Linked DNA regions of Rattus norvegicus: region 1 is linked to region 2. The links are chromatin contacts, called in public Hi-C maps. All regions are on one chromosome and are shown on one strand. The core of a region is the stretch at or near the end of the contact, and the rest is flanking DNA. Distances in the headings are between cores, read along the strand shown. Region 1 holds the start of Gprc5b (G protein-coupled receptor, class C, group 5, member B). Region 2 holds the start of Iqck (IQ motif containing K).

Evidence for each region. Hi-C and Micro-C count contacts between places; a contact is called where the count stands out from the background.
Region 1: a contact with region 2 is called in a Hi-C map of prefrontal cortex, with 5 times the contacts expected there. The contact joins the promoter of Gprc5b here to the promoter of Iqck in region 2. A contact is called at or near these places in 6 of 12 Hi-C or Micro-C datasets (Schwann cells, frontal cortex, kidney and 3 more) and 1 of 1 datasets of contacts at active chromatin or transcription factors (oligodendrocytes).

Annotation. Positions count from the first base shown.
Region 1 is chr1:182,768,484-182,775,363 of GRCr8, reverse strand. It overlaps Gprc5b (G protein-coupled receptor, class C, group 5, member B), which reads left to right and starts at 3,088. Exons shown (of 4, transcript NM_001398762.1): 1 at 3,088-3,231. LOC102550985 (a long non-coding RNA gene) reads right to left here. Exons shown (of 5, transcript XR_010063143.1): 2 at 6,549-6,880.
Region 2 is chr1:182,626,793-182,633,275 of GRCr8, reverse strand. Iqck (IQ motif containing K) reads right to left here and starts at 2,598. Exons shown (of 9, transcript NM_001401714.1): 1 at 2,389-2,598. The coding sequence starts at 2,575. It overlaps Knop1 (lysine-rich nucleolar protein 1), which reads left to right and starts at 2,666. Exons shown (of 5, transcript NM_001399775.1): 1 at 2,666-2,727; 2 at 4,890-5,824. The coding sequence starts at 4,892.

The DNA of each region.
Region 1 (6,880 bases), core at 1,839-4,338, 140 kb before region 2:
TATGTCTGCCATGAGCACAAAACAGAGGAACAGTAGCATCAATGTATCTCAAGTTTGATTGTCAGAGTTCCTGGCGGCTCACTCCAAAACTTAATCTGAGGGTTTTCCTAAGAGGAGAGTCCAGAATCAAGTGTTGGAGTCTCTGGGGAGCCTGAGCTTCTTTTAACCCAGTCAGGGTTCCCTGCAAGCCTGCAGTAGAAATAAGTCCACCTCTTTCAGAGATGTTGTAACCCTAGAGCAAGATTCCATGCCCAGCCAAAAGCCTCTAGCCGTGGTTGGCACAGGCTCTGATACTTAGCAGACTCTGAAGTCCTGTGTCTAGAACACTTAGAGGGACACTGAATTGGTCCCTTTTCTGTTGCTTTGATAAAATACCATGACCTAGAAATGTAAAGAAAATGAGTTTGGCTAATTGTTCCAGAGGACTTGGTGGTGGGAAAGGCATAGTCACAGGAGCAGGAAGCGGAGAAGTCACATCTCAGCTGTAAACAGGAAGCAGATGGAACAAACTGGAAAGCAGGGTGAGGTTATAAACTTCCAGATCTGCCCCCTAGTGATGTAATCCTCTATCAGGGATGCATCAGACACCATAACCTCCTCCAACAAGCACCACCAGTAAGGGAACATGTACAGGACCCTATTGAGGGTTTTGTCTTCTCATTGGAACACAAAAGGCACTGAAAATGCCTCTCAGGCAGCTGACCCCATCCCCACCTTCAAGATGTGTGTTTCCAGACATATCACCTGCAAGGGAGTGAGATATAGCCAACCAGATTTGAGTCTTGCCTCTGTCCCAATCACCCCCTTAGACTTCTAGACTTCTTAACACCCCCCTTCCAAGCCTTTGCTTGTCACACTCGGGATACAGACAATTCCAGAAATCCCACAAATAAAGCCAAAATGTCCACAGGGATAGGTAGCCATGGGCAACACATTAATCTGGGAGATGATCTACTAGCTTGCAGAGTAAAGAGCATCCTCAAAGGCCTGGTACAAGACAGCCATGCCTTATATGGGAAGGCAAAGCTGGAATTTAATTATTCTTTTGCCCAACAAATACTTAGTGAGACATACCCCTCCTCGTGGGCAGGAGATGGACATGTCACATGGATCCCCTGCACCCCACACTCCAGAGAAGTCTAACTGGGCCTCTATTAACTGAGGATGACTTTCAGTTTCAGACCCTCCTGCCTCCATCAGCTGGGAGCCGAGATTAGAGCTGTACACCTCCACACATGGTTGATGAAGAGTCAGGAATCAAACCCATGGCTTCCTGCATGCTATGACAGGACTCCACCATCAAGATTCAGCTCCCAACCTCCAAAGCACTAAGTTTTTAGCATCAGATGCACTGTGCACTTATAGCCGCTAGAAACAACACTTAACTGCACAATGGTGGCAGTCCCCGGGAAAGCGCTCAAGGGCTGGATAGAGCAGATTGGATGGTACTGAGTTCCAGTGTGGCAGGAGACACCAACAGACAAAGTCTCACAGAGTGAGCATCACTGGGAGGCTCCCAGCCCTTATCATTTTTGAGGTGACAAGTTGAACCAGGGAAACTACTTGGTTTGCAGTTTCTTATTTCTTTGGTCAGCCAGAAGTAGGCTGAGCATGTGAGCACATAAGTTGGTCACTCACTAGATGGATGTCACCCTTGGGAGATCCTGGTACTGTTCTCTCCAAGCCTGCAGACCCAGCAGTCTCTTTAAGGACTTGAAGCTCCTCTGGGATGCTGTCTGACCCTGGAAATGACAGTAGTTGAACCACTGGGACATGGACCCAGAAGTTTCTCACCCAACACTGAATGGGACTTTTCACGGCCAGATGCCTGTGCGGAGAACTTTACAATGTGTTCCAGGTGTACCCCAGTGGTCACATTTTAAAATAGTCTGGGTTATACAGTTGAGGCCTGGAAGACTTAGGAAGGCAAAAGTTTAGAAGCTGTCGGCGTCAGTTCCTCAAAGCACCACCAGGGGGCAGTGCCCATCCACGTTCCAGGTCCGGAGTCTGACCAGTACCGGCTTGGGAAGACCTTGTCCTGCAAAACATTTAATGAATGCCTACTGTGTACCAAGCCCTGTTTCTGGTAAGGAGACATCTCGGCAAGCATAGGGTAAGGGCTGTGTCCTAGGAGCACGTCCCTTTTATGTGTCCTTAAAAAGAAAAAAATATTCAGAGACGCATGACCAAGCTGTATGTGGCCTGACCCGAAGAAAACCGACTTGAAGAAAGAGATAAAAGGACTTTGAGAGACTAAGAAAAGGCGAAGAACGATCTGAGACTACCAGCTTGCTACAGGGGATGCCGAAGCACAGTCTCCCTAACCTAATCTAGATAGTGCTGACCTCAGAGGTGATGGATGTCCTAGACCCCCCTCCTGCATATATGTCCGATGCCTGCTCTATGGTCACTGGCGGTATCTGTGCCCTGAGCGTAAGTGCAAAGCACAGCCAGAATCTGGTCTCTCTGGGTATCTGTGCCTAAGAGAGTGGCAGATGTGTGCGTATGTGAATGACGTGTGAGAGATGGTGGCGATCATATACACGGACCAATATGAGGAGGTCACCGTGGTGACGTTCACATTTGGGATGGCCAAGGATACCGGTGCTGGGTTCAGTGTGCTTAAAAAGGGCGGGCTGGAGCGGGGTGGAAGAGGATAGAGAATGTGCTCGGCGGGGACCTGCCTAAGGGCATCACAGCGAGGCTTTGGTGACTTTAGAACGCATGCAGTGAGACCTTGTCTGAGTCCAGGACCTACTGTTTGGGGAGTGCCACTCTAGGACCCCCACGGGAATATTGCGTCGTATGTGGCTGAGGATGTTTCTACAAACAGATCAATCTGAGCAACTGTGCGTCTGGACCCTTAACAGGGAGATTTCCTCGAATTTGGGACACCGGAGGTTTGGATGAGAAAGGCGTCTTAGCGCTCTGAACAACAGGCGCCTGGGGTTGCGGGCTAGCTGCGGCTCCGGTCCTAGGTTGAGCAGAGCTGCAGACCGGCCGGGGCGGGGCCTGATGGGGCGGAGCCTATCGGAGGGGCGGGGCCGTGGCTGCTGCAGCGCGGGCCGGGCCAGGGGGCGCCTCGCGCGGCCGCAGCTCGGAAGGGCGATGCAGTGAGGCGGGCTCGGCTGGCGGGCGTGCGCGCAGAGCGGGGGCCGCGGGCGCGTTGCAGAGATGTGACTTGGGCCCAGGGCCAGCAGAAGCGTCGGCGCTGCGGGGACGCGAGGGTCGGTGAGTACCAGCTAGCGCGGTCAAGGGGAGGGCGCCGCAGGGACCCCAGAAACTTTTCCCGCCGTGGATTTGAGAAGCTCCGGAGAGGATCCCGGCTCTTGCTTTTTCTGTTCTCCCTCCTCGGGGTACATCAGCAGGAGAAGCTATGGGGTTCAAGTGAGGGTTGACACAGTGCGGCGGGAAAAGAGCCGCAGAGGACCGACAGAGGGCAGGGGTTTGGGAACCTTTATCTGGTAGGGGATCCACGGTAGAAGCCAAGGCTCTGGGCATGGTCCCGGGTGACGACAGGCTACAGGCAGCAGGGAATAAAGGGGAATCCGGTCCTGTGCTAGTGACCCCTGTGAGGGGCATCGCAGGCAGGTTCCAGGGGCCTGGCGGTTAGTTGGGTGCTAGGGCAGCCAGGATGCTGGTCCTGAACTACGCAGACATGGCCTTTGGAGACGTGAAACCTCACCTGCCGCAGGGTCTGGGGGACCCAGCTTGCAGCCCGCAGTGGCTCCGCACTCTTGGAAAAAGGCGCGAGAGGGCAGGCACCACGGGGAGGAAATCTGAAGCTGGGGGACAAATAGTGGGCTGGAAATGCAGGGACCGCTGATTACCGTGAAGCGGAAGAATTTCTATCCCAGGCGAGGGCATTTGAGCCTCTGAGGAAAGCAGCCAGGCTAGGGGTAAGGACTACTCAGAGAATCGCCCCCTCCCCCTTCTAGCGGACTGAGGCTTGAAGCCCATAGGACCCCACACATTTCATGGGCCCAGAGGGAGAGATGAGCCCAGACAAGGATCCCGCACCCCTCCTTGGCTGGAGGTAGCTGTTTAAACAGCTTCGGATCGGCCCACCGACCTTGCCCCAGAGGACGCCCCCAGAACAGAGGGCTCATTCCCCTGTTCTTGCTCAGTCAGACCCACGCCTAGCCAGTTCTCCCCTTCTTCTGTTCGCCAAAGGGGCGGCTCTTTGGAAGAGGGACAAAGGCCCGGGGAGTGTGGCGGGCACCATCGTCCCCGCCTGGGGCCCCAGCACACGCGCCGCATCGGCCGCCCGACTGCGCCGGGGTGGGGGCACCTGAACAGCGTCCAGAAAGCTCCGGGGGTACCCACAAAGACGAGAATGCAGGAGAGGCCAAGCACACCCTCCACACACAGCACTTCAGAACGTTATTTCCTAAGTTTCTTCGGTGGGCACTCAGAGCTTTGGGAATAACCGCACTTGGAGTTAAACTGCATGCAAATGACATGTAAATAGAATGCAAATTTGCATCTGTTGGTTGGAAACCCTCCTCCAGGCTGGTTTTCTATCTGGGCTATGAACATTGTTTCCCTGATCCCTTCGCGTCTAAGTCTAAAAAGGGTAGGAAGAGGAGAAGAGGGGATGGGAAGGAGTTAAAAGTTTGGGGCCCAGGCAGCCAAGAAGAGGACTTTCTTTATAAAGATAGACTCTAATCTTTATTGGTTTGTTTGTTTGTTCGTTTGTTTGTTTTCAACACATGTGGTGTATACATAACCGACTGCTAAGGAAATATCTTGTATAAAATGAGTAGATCTAGATTTGGGGGGCAAGGAAGTGTGCAGAGAAGTAGATGAAGAAACTCTAATGGAGGAAATAAATACCACCTCATACTACACCTGCTGGGACAGGGCAGCCTGGAAAATAAAGTGACCAGGATTTATGAGTGGCGTTTTTTAGTGGACCCAGCAAGAAGGGGGCCTCCACTGAAAGGGGCGATTTGAGACAGGGGAGGGCATCCAGGCCGGAGAAGGTTGGAGATGAGAATAATTTGGAGGAACAGACACAAAGGTCATTGTAGCTGAGTGCATAGGTGGATTTAGGGGTAAGAGAGGGGGGATGGAAGGCACTGGACAGATCCTGGTCTTTGGAGCCATGGGAAGATATTTAGAATTTATTCTGTTAGGAGCCACTGAACCCTTGGAGGGTTCTCTAGTCCAACAGGGTGCGATTGTAAAAGCTTCATTGACCTCCACAAGGAGACAGATAGACGGCACCTCCCTTCTCTCTGCTTGCAGGGATGCTGTGTGGTTCAGGGAGTCTGGGCTGTGGATCCAGCCTGGAGCACTGCTTTAAGCCCCAGAGAGCCATGTGAGCTAATTGAAGGGGTGGCTTGGGTTTCTTAATATCCACCTCCTGCTTCTAGACAGTTCTGATCTACCCTAGGGAGCCCCCCACCTGGGGTACAAGACCTCTGTTTCAGCATTGAGCTTGCTGGGGATTCCCAGTTAGTCACGCTTTTGCCTCAGAACTGCACCAAGGATCCTAGACTGAGGTTCAGGCAGCCTAGGCTGCAATTTGCATTTAAATGGTTGCTTTTATTTACAGGCCCCAAGGCTGCTTTGCATATTCATGGCTTGAACAGCTGATGTTCCTGCTGCCCTAAGTTACTAAACTAAAAGGGTCTGTAGAGTTGAGAGCCCCAAAGAGGCCCGAGTCTAGTCAGCACAAGGCAGTGAAGATGATGACACTTTGTAACTTGGAAAAGATATCAGAGGCAGACAGAGACAGTTTGAGTCTGGGAAAGAATTTAATGTCAGGAAACCTTGTAACAGTTTAAACTAGCAAGCAGGAAACACACCCGGGTTCCAGGGGAGTAAGACTGGACGGAGTGTAATGCTGGGGTTCAAGAGAGACTGCCTTCCAGCCTCAACTTGGACTTCTGCCAGACATGGGGCCAGGACTGGGATGCAGTGGAAAGGCCCTGAGGTCGGAAGCTGGGAAAAGTGTGTCCTAACCTGGTCATTAGATTCTGTGAAGCCTCTGGCCAGGTGGCTTGTCCTCGTTGCCTTCATGGTCCCAACAGGGCAATGGGACTCTTGAGTGCCTTCTTAGCCAGCCAGCACCCCTACTTCCTCTGTGCAGAGGACTTTCCACACGGACCTCATGCTACTAGCACAGCCATCTTCACCTTACAGAGGAAGGGCCAAGGTTCAGAGAACTTAAGTAACACCAACGCCACACAGTTCTATTGGACTGCCATTCCGTTGAGATCTTGGAGTCTGAGGAGAGTAAACTGTGGCAGGTATTCAGACGGGACCTGAACCATGAAGTAAACTGGGGCTGGGAAAACTCTCTGTACCTCCCCCACCCCCACCCCCAACCCCTGTCCCCAACCCCTATTTGCTCGTTTGTCTTTTTTCCCCCACCACCTATACACTGGTTCAGATTCTGCCTGCCTGGCATAGCAGGAAGAATGGTCTCTTTGGAACCCTGCTGGTAGCCAAGGGTTGATCCTGGTCAGAAGGGTTTCAGGGCAATTTGGGACATTTTGTTTTTCCATCCCTATGGTAGAACCAGAGGGAGGGGATCCTACCTCCCAGGAGAAGGCCTGGTGTGTGGTCTCCAGCAGCTTTGGCTCTGAATACCTACTAGCCCTGGCTGGTTTCAGGGTCACTGGCCTGAGTTCAACCTTGACAGTGAGTCTCACACTGAGGACTCCTGTTCCCATCAGAAGGCTTGACGCCTTAAAGACCTGTTGGCTGTAGCATATGATAGGAGAAGCTGGAGCCCAGTGATAGATAAACAGATGGGAGAGCCCCTCACGATTCCATCTCCATGGCAACAGCCCCTCCTAGGAAATCCATAGCAGGAGAACTTACCCCTGCAGACAGTGGAATACTTACCAATCTTTTACATTTCTTTACA
Region 2 (6,483 bases), core at 1,349-3,848:
TTTTTTTCTCCCTGCCCTTTTTCTTGCCTCTTTGGAGAGAGTCTATGTAGCCCAGGATGGCCTCAAACTCTGGGTCTTCCAGCGTCGGCTCCTCACGTGCCAGGCTTAAAGATGTACATTATACACCCAGCATCATACTTTCTCTGAGAAGCTGAACATACTTCCTACAGGCTTACTGTACAAACCTATGCTTCTAGGTGTAAGAATTAGATTATTCATTCTTCCAGTTAGCTTCAGCTGTCAACTTGACACAGACCAGAGTTATCCAAGGGAATCCCGACTGGTGGACTGCTTCAAACCTACTGGCCTGTGTGGGCATCTCGGTGGGTGTTTTCTTGACTGTTCATTGATGTGGGCAGTACAAGCACTGGGAAGGTGGTCCTGGGTTATGTAAGAAAAACTGGCTTAGTAAGAGCCAGGGGAGCCAGCCAGTAAGTAGTATTTCTTTCATGGTGGCTACTCCAGGTTCTTTCTCTGAGTCCCTGTGTTGGTGTTCCTCAACTGTAGACTAGAACCTGTGAACTGAAATAAATCCTTTCCTCCCCATGGTGCCTTTGGTCAGTGTTTCATCACAGCAACAGAAGAATAACTAGGAGAGTCATCTAGGTCGACATTGCGGTAGCCTTGTATAAACATTCAGTCAGTCACCCTTACCTCATTGCTCAACAGCTATTATTTTGTAAACAAGTGGCATCAATTCTCTTGCTTTTCAGAGAGCACCAAAACTCCCTGTCCTTGCTTTTACCCACACATGACACACCCCACAGAAACTGACTCCACAACAGAAGACAAGTTTTTTTATCAATATTTATGACCATGTCTTGAGTCTTTCAAAATCCAGAGCATCTTCTCAGACATTCTCATTTGGTTCCCACTATAGCCTTGTGAGGTAGGAATTATCCCCCACAAAGAGCACCTTCTCCAAAACTACTTGTGATATTGCCAACTTGATTAAGCAGCACCACTGCTGCGAGCTGGGGGTCCTGAACTGAATAAAAATGAATTGAGCCCCAGAAACCATCTCTCTCTGCTTCCTAGTTGTGGACCAGGAGCTCCCACTGGGATGATGTACTATACCCTCAAACTGTGAGCCAACATAAGGCCCTGAGTTGCTTTTGTCAGATACTTTTCACAGCAGTGAGAAAAGTATCAAACTGTACAATGAACTGTACTATGAAGCTCTAGTGGCTTGGAAAAATGAATTCTCTGGTTAAAAGACAGTAAATATATATACATCCAAATATTGCTGTAAATTAGTTCCTCAGGTAAGAACCCTGAGGGTGGAACTTACAAGAACATCAGGATGAAACCTGTCCTCCAAAGCAAATGTTGCAGTGAAGAAGGAAAGCAAGCCCTGTGGTGTAGGAGTATTAACTTACTCTACTCTCTCCTTCCTCTGAACTCTCCATTTCTTCCAAGTCACCTCTCTTCCCTTAGTACTTAGTACACTGGCAAATTCACTGTTTCCATTCATTAAACTTTTACTGTTTCATAAAGTAGCTGTATATTTGCTATTTAAATTTATCAAAATTAAGTGAAATAAGATATTTGTTTCTTCGACTCTGCTAGTCCCAAATCACAACCTAAACATATTTAACACCACAGGTTATTATTGATTCTATTTAGTGCTGTATTGGAAAGCTAATGCAACAAGAATGAAAATCTTCCAGTAGTTGAAATCCAGGCTGAGGCAGGATTCTGAGCTTGCGACCAGTCTGCAGTCCACAAAAACAAGAGAGGAAAAGGGAGAAGGAACAGACAGCTGGACGTATTATGAATAAATCTGTGTCTCTGACTTTGAGAGCTGAAGGCTTTGGAATGAAGGACTAAACTCTTCCTGTAACCAAGGATCTGTGACTACGTGGTTCTACCTCCTAACACCACGACATAGGTACCATTGTTATGCCCACTGTAAGACTATTACAAGACCCTATGAGCAAGGTTCAAGGACTACAAAGGAACAAGTGATCTAGCCAGGGTTTGTCGGAACCTAGAAAGGCTTGGGGGCAAGAAGATATCAAAATCTACTTGTCCACACCAAAATACTTCCTGAGTGGTCCTACACTGGAATTACCGGAGCCTATCTACAGAGTTCATTTATTCCCTGATTCCTCTCGGACGATCTGCGGGCAGTCCCGGTCTCTACCCTGAAGCTCACCGCGAAGCTCCACACCACGCAACACTCTGACTCGGTTTCCTTCTGCAGGCCTGTTGTCTGTGGTCACACCGAAATCCAAGACACACACCAGCCTGTTTCTCCACGTGTGGGTCGAAGGCTCGGCTAGTGCACCGGCTCGCGTCACCCGCCTGGCGCACAGAGGCTAGGAACGCGCGTTCCCGCAGATCCCGCCCGCGTCCCGCCGGGTCCGGCCAGCCGCGGCCGCCTACCCTCGCAGATCTGCTCCCACAGGTTCTTCCCCGGAGGCTCGGCGACCTGCGCGGGTAACACGAGAACTTCGGGGGACCCAGGCGACCCTGCGAGCCCGGGCATTCGTGTAGTGACCGGCGAGTCCGCAGCGCCTCCCGTCTCCTCACGCAGCACGCTGAGGCTGGATGCTTGTCTAGGCACGGCCATGGACGCCGTTTCTACAGCAACCCAGGGCGCCGCGAAGCTGCGACCCGGAAGGAGAACGATTTCGAGGGGGCGGGCCAGAAATTCGAAGCTGACTTCCGGGTCGCGGCTGCGCGGGTGCTCACGTGGGGATGCTTGGCCTGCTAATAGACCAGGTGAGTGCGGGTGTCTGGTGCGGGCCGGGAGAAGGGCCTACATGCTGGGGGAGAGGAAAAAGCAAACATCAGTCACCCCAAACTCGCCCGCAGCCCTCGGTTTCTCTCCAAGCCTTCCCGCCTTGGAGTAGGCCTAGGGATAATCCTGGCTAGGAAGCAGCCTGCGGTTGGTGAGGACAGGACACGTTCCTCTGGGCTCGAGTCCGTGTTTTGCACCTTGCTGGCTTTGAGACCTAGTAAATTAACGTCTTTGAGGGCTGTGAGGTTTATTGGTCACACTAACCCTATCCGTGGCTACCGCGAGATTTTAAAAGTGTCTTAACACCGGGCATAGTGGCCCACGTCTATTACCCCGGCACGCGAGATGCTGAGGCAGGAGGAACACGCGCTGCAGACCACCCGGGCCGTGTAGTAAAACTCTGTCTCAAAAACAAACCCTTTTTGAAAAAAGCATGTGTTTGCAGGTGATGTAGGTTTGGTTCCATTTCTCAGTTACAGGGATGGAAAAGAGGATGTTGGTGTTGGCTGAGTGGCAGAGCCAAGAAGTGGGTTAAGCTGACGCCTAGGACATTTTTGTCCGGGTTATTTCTCTCGATCACTGTCCCCAATCCTGTAGAATCTTGGACTTACTTGGCACTATCCTCTCAGGACTTGTATCTTTCTCCCCTTTGTGAGTCCCCTTTCTCTGTCCTCTAAAAGTCAGTCTGTCTTGAGGTCCAGTCGGTTTCCTAATGACCGTCCCTTATATCATCCATGTTGGCCAGAGTCAGTCCCTTGCCTCAGACCATTATGTACACCTACCTGTTCGGTGAGTTTGACCAAGGCAGCTGGTTTCATCCGGCTGCCCAACCACACTCCACTTCTGCCTCAAGGGTTGACTCTACTATCCTATTGGTCAAGCTGGAAAACCATTGTTCAAACATTTTCTTGGCAACTTGATACTAATGGTATGTCATCTTGACACAAGCTAGAGTTATTTGGGAAGAGGAACTCCAGTTGAAAAAAAATGCCCCAATAAAATTGGTCTATAGGCATGTCTGTGGGGGCATTTTCTTGATTAATGATTGGTGGGGGAGGGCTCAGGACTCTCCTATGTGCTCCTGAAGCAAGCTGTGAATGGACTTGAACTGTATAACTCAAGCCTGCCAGGAGTAAGCTGAATCCTTTGTGGAAAATGTTAGCTCTGAAGCCAAGGAGGGGTGCAAGACAGAGAAGCTCCTGGACTCCTAATTTCCACCTCTTCCCTTCGAAGCCTCCCATTTTTTGTCTCTAGTCCAAGGAGTAACAAAGCTGTACTGGTGACCGTAGTGAAGGCCATATATCGGATCCCCAGCCACTTGTCTGTCGTAAGTACTTCTGTTCTCCTGAGGAGAGCTAGGTAATGAAGGCTTCCATGTGTAATTGCCACTTACTACTGCCCAGCACTCACTTTGAAATTGAAGACAGTACTTGGAACTGTCTTGTAGACAGAGGCAGCCCAACTCGTGTACCTTCTGATTCAACCTTTGTATGGAAGATAAAACTAGAATCCAGAGAAGCCAAGGGTATAAAACAAAGGAAGAATATACTGGTGTTTCCATTTTTCCCGTGTTTGGAGTACTGGCTGGGGCTTGTCTCACCTTGCCACGTTGTTTAGGTAGCTTGGGATGGTAAAGGTTGGGGAACAGGGCGTTCCTTTCTAGACCTAGAGCAGGAGCACTATGAGGAAGGGGTTGACCATTCACTGTGCCATGTATTGGATCTGGTGGAAGTCTGCTTGCAGTTTCTGCTTCATCTGGTTAAAAAGAAAGTCTCAATTGCAGCTGCTACTTGCAGTGATGGCTTGGGGAGGTGCTTGGTGGATATATGTTGAATTTAGATCTGGAGGTTTCAGGGAGATGGTGGACAAGGAATCAGATGCTCAAAGCCTTTTCTCTAGTGTCTCTTGTACCTCTTTGAGGATGGATGTGTTCTTTCCTCCTAGAAAAGGAAACTGGCATTCCCAGAGGTAGGCTGAGTGAGGACTTTGGGTTGAATATAGGGCCATCTGCATTTACACTTCCTGCCATTTAACCGTCTTTCCTCGTGCTCCCAAGGAATGGGAGCTGTTTTCCCTTTCTTTGGGACCACAGGCTGGGACTGGGTAGAATGATAAACTGCATTATTTCTGGTTTTCTTTTCAGTAATGGTCAACAAGACTCAGAAAGAAGACCTGGGCCCACGGCTCCCAGAGAAGAAGAAAAAGAAGAAGAAGAAAAAGAAGGTGGCAAATGTCTCAGAACCAGAGACTCAGTACTCAGTCTTAAACAATAATGATTACTTCATAGATGTTTCTCCTCCAAGGGCTACATCCCCTTTTAACAATGTGGGTGAGGTGCAGGTCCCTGAGATGTCACTGGGCAAGAGAAAGAAGAAAAAAAAGTCCTGTAGCACACACTTGGATGAGTACCTGGGCAAGGATGAGCCTACATGGACAAGACAGATAAAGTCACCTAGCCCTAGAAGGCAGGTCCTTGAGCAGTCAGCAGAAGGCCTCATCAGAGAGAAGAAAAAGAAGAGGCGGAAGTCCTTATCAAAGGTTGCCTCCCAAGGCTCAGGGCTGAAGACTTCCCCAGACTCCAAGCATGCCAAGGAGGTAAGCAAAGCTGGTAGGAAGCCTAAAAAGCACAGGAAGGAGAAGAAGCTTCCGGACATGGAAGCTTTTCCTCCCCAGGACTCTTGGATCCCTGAGGCTGGGGATGCTTTGCACTCATGCTTAGAGGGGGCAGAGGCCGAAGAGCAGGCGGCCTTGGGGCACAAAAGGAAGCAGGGGAGCCCCAGAGATCACAGCATGAAAAAGAAGAAGAAGAAAAAGACTCATCAGGAGGGAGACATCCTCCCGGTCAACTCCAAGATCTCCATGGAGAACAGCTTGAAGAAAGGGAGTAAGAAGTCAGTCAGAAGTGAAGCGTTGGATTTCATCCCGATAGACAGCCTGAAGGCCCCTGGGAAGAAGAAAGTGAAATCCAAAAAAAAGGTGGAGCAGCCAGTTGGTGAAGGGCTGGCTGTGAAAAGGAAGAAAAAGAAGAGGAGAAAAGAGAGCGGAGTAAAGGAAGACCCCTGGCAGGAGGAAAAAGAGGCAGGTTTCATTGGAGTCTGGGGGTGAGATTGCCATATGGGCGCCCATATACATGTCAGTAGGGCACTTAAGCATTTAGCTGACAGAAACCCAGCATCCTCGTGCTTGGTTTGCATGCGTGCATGCGTGCATGTGTGCATGTGTGCATTGGTATGTACTGGAAAAGGATAGGGGAGTCACCTGTTTTTTAGTAACCTGGATCAAGAGGTACCTGTAGTGTCACCAGCAATGCAGGTGTCCTTCACTGTCCATAAATGGGGATCAGTTTTTTATGTAAATGTCTTGTGGCATGTTCTTTCCACTTGCTGTTTACCTCCCAGGAGCCTGTAGCTGTCAGCTATAGGCTGTCATGTTGCTTCTAGCTCAGGAGATCCCCAAGTATATTAGGAGATGTCAGTGAGTCCTTTCCCAAAGCCCATGTCTTGGCAGCCCAAGAAATGACCATCTGCAATGGGAGCAAGATCTGGCTCCTCCAGCTCTGTGCCAGCCGTGGCCCTGTGGCCTTCACGAGGTGGTGATGGGCATTTTCTGAGGTATGCCTGTGAGATATAGGGCCGTTGGGAAGATGTTGCTGGCCTGCATCTACGTCCCCAGACATGGCTGGGATGATGGGTGGCTCTGTGTTGGGGCCTGAAGGGTGGTTGTGGTTGCTGGCATTC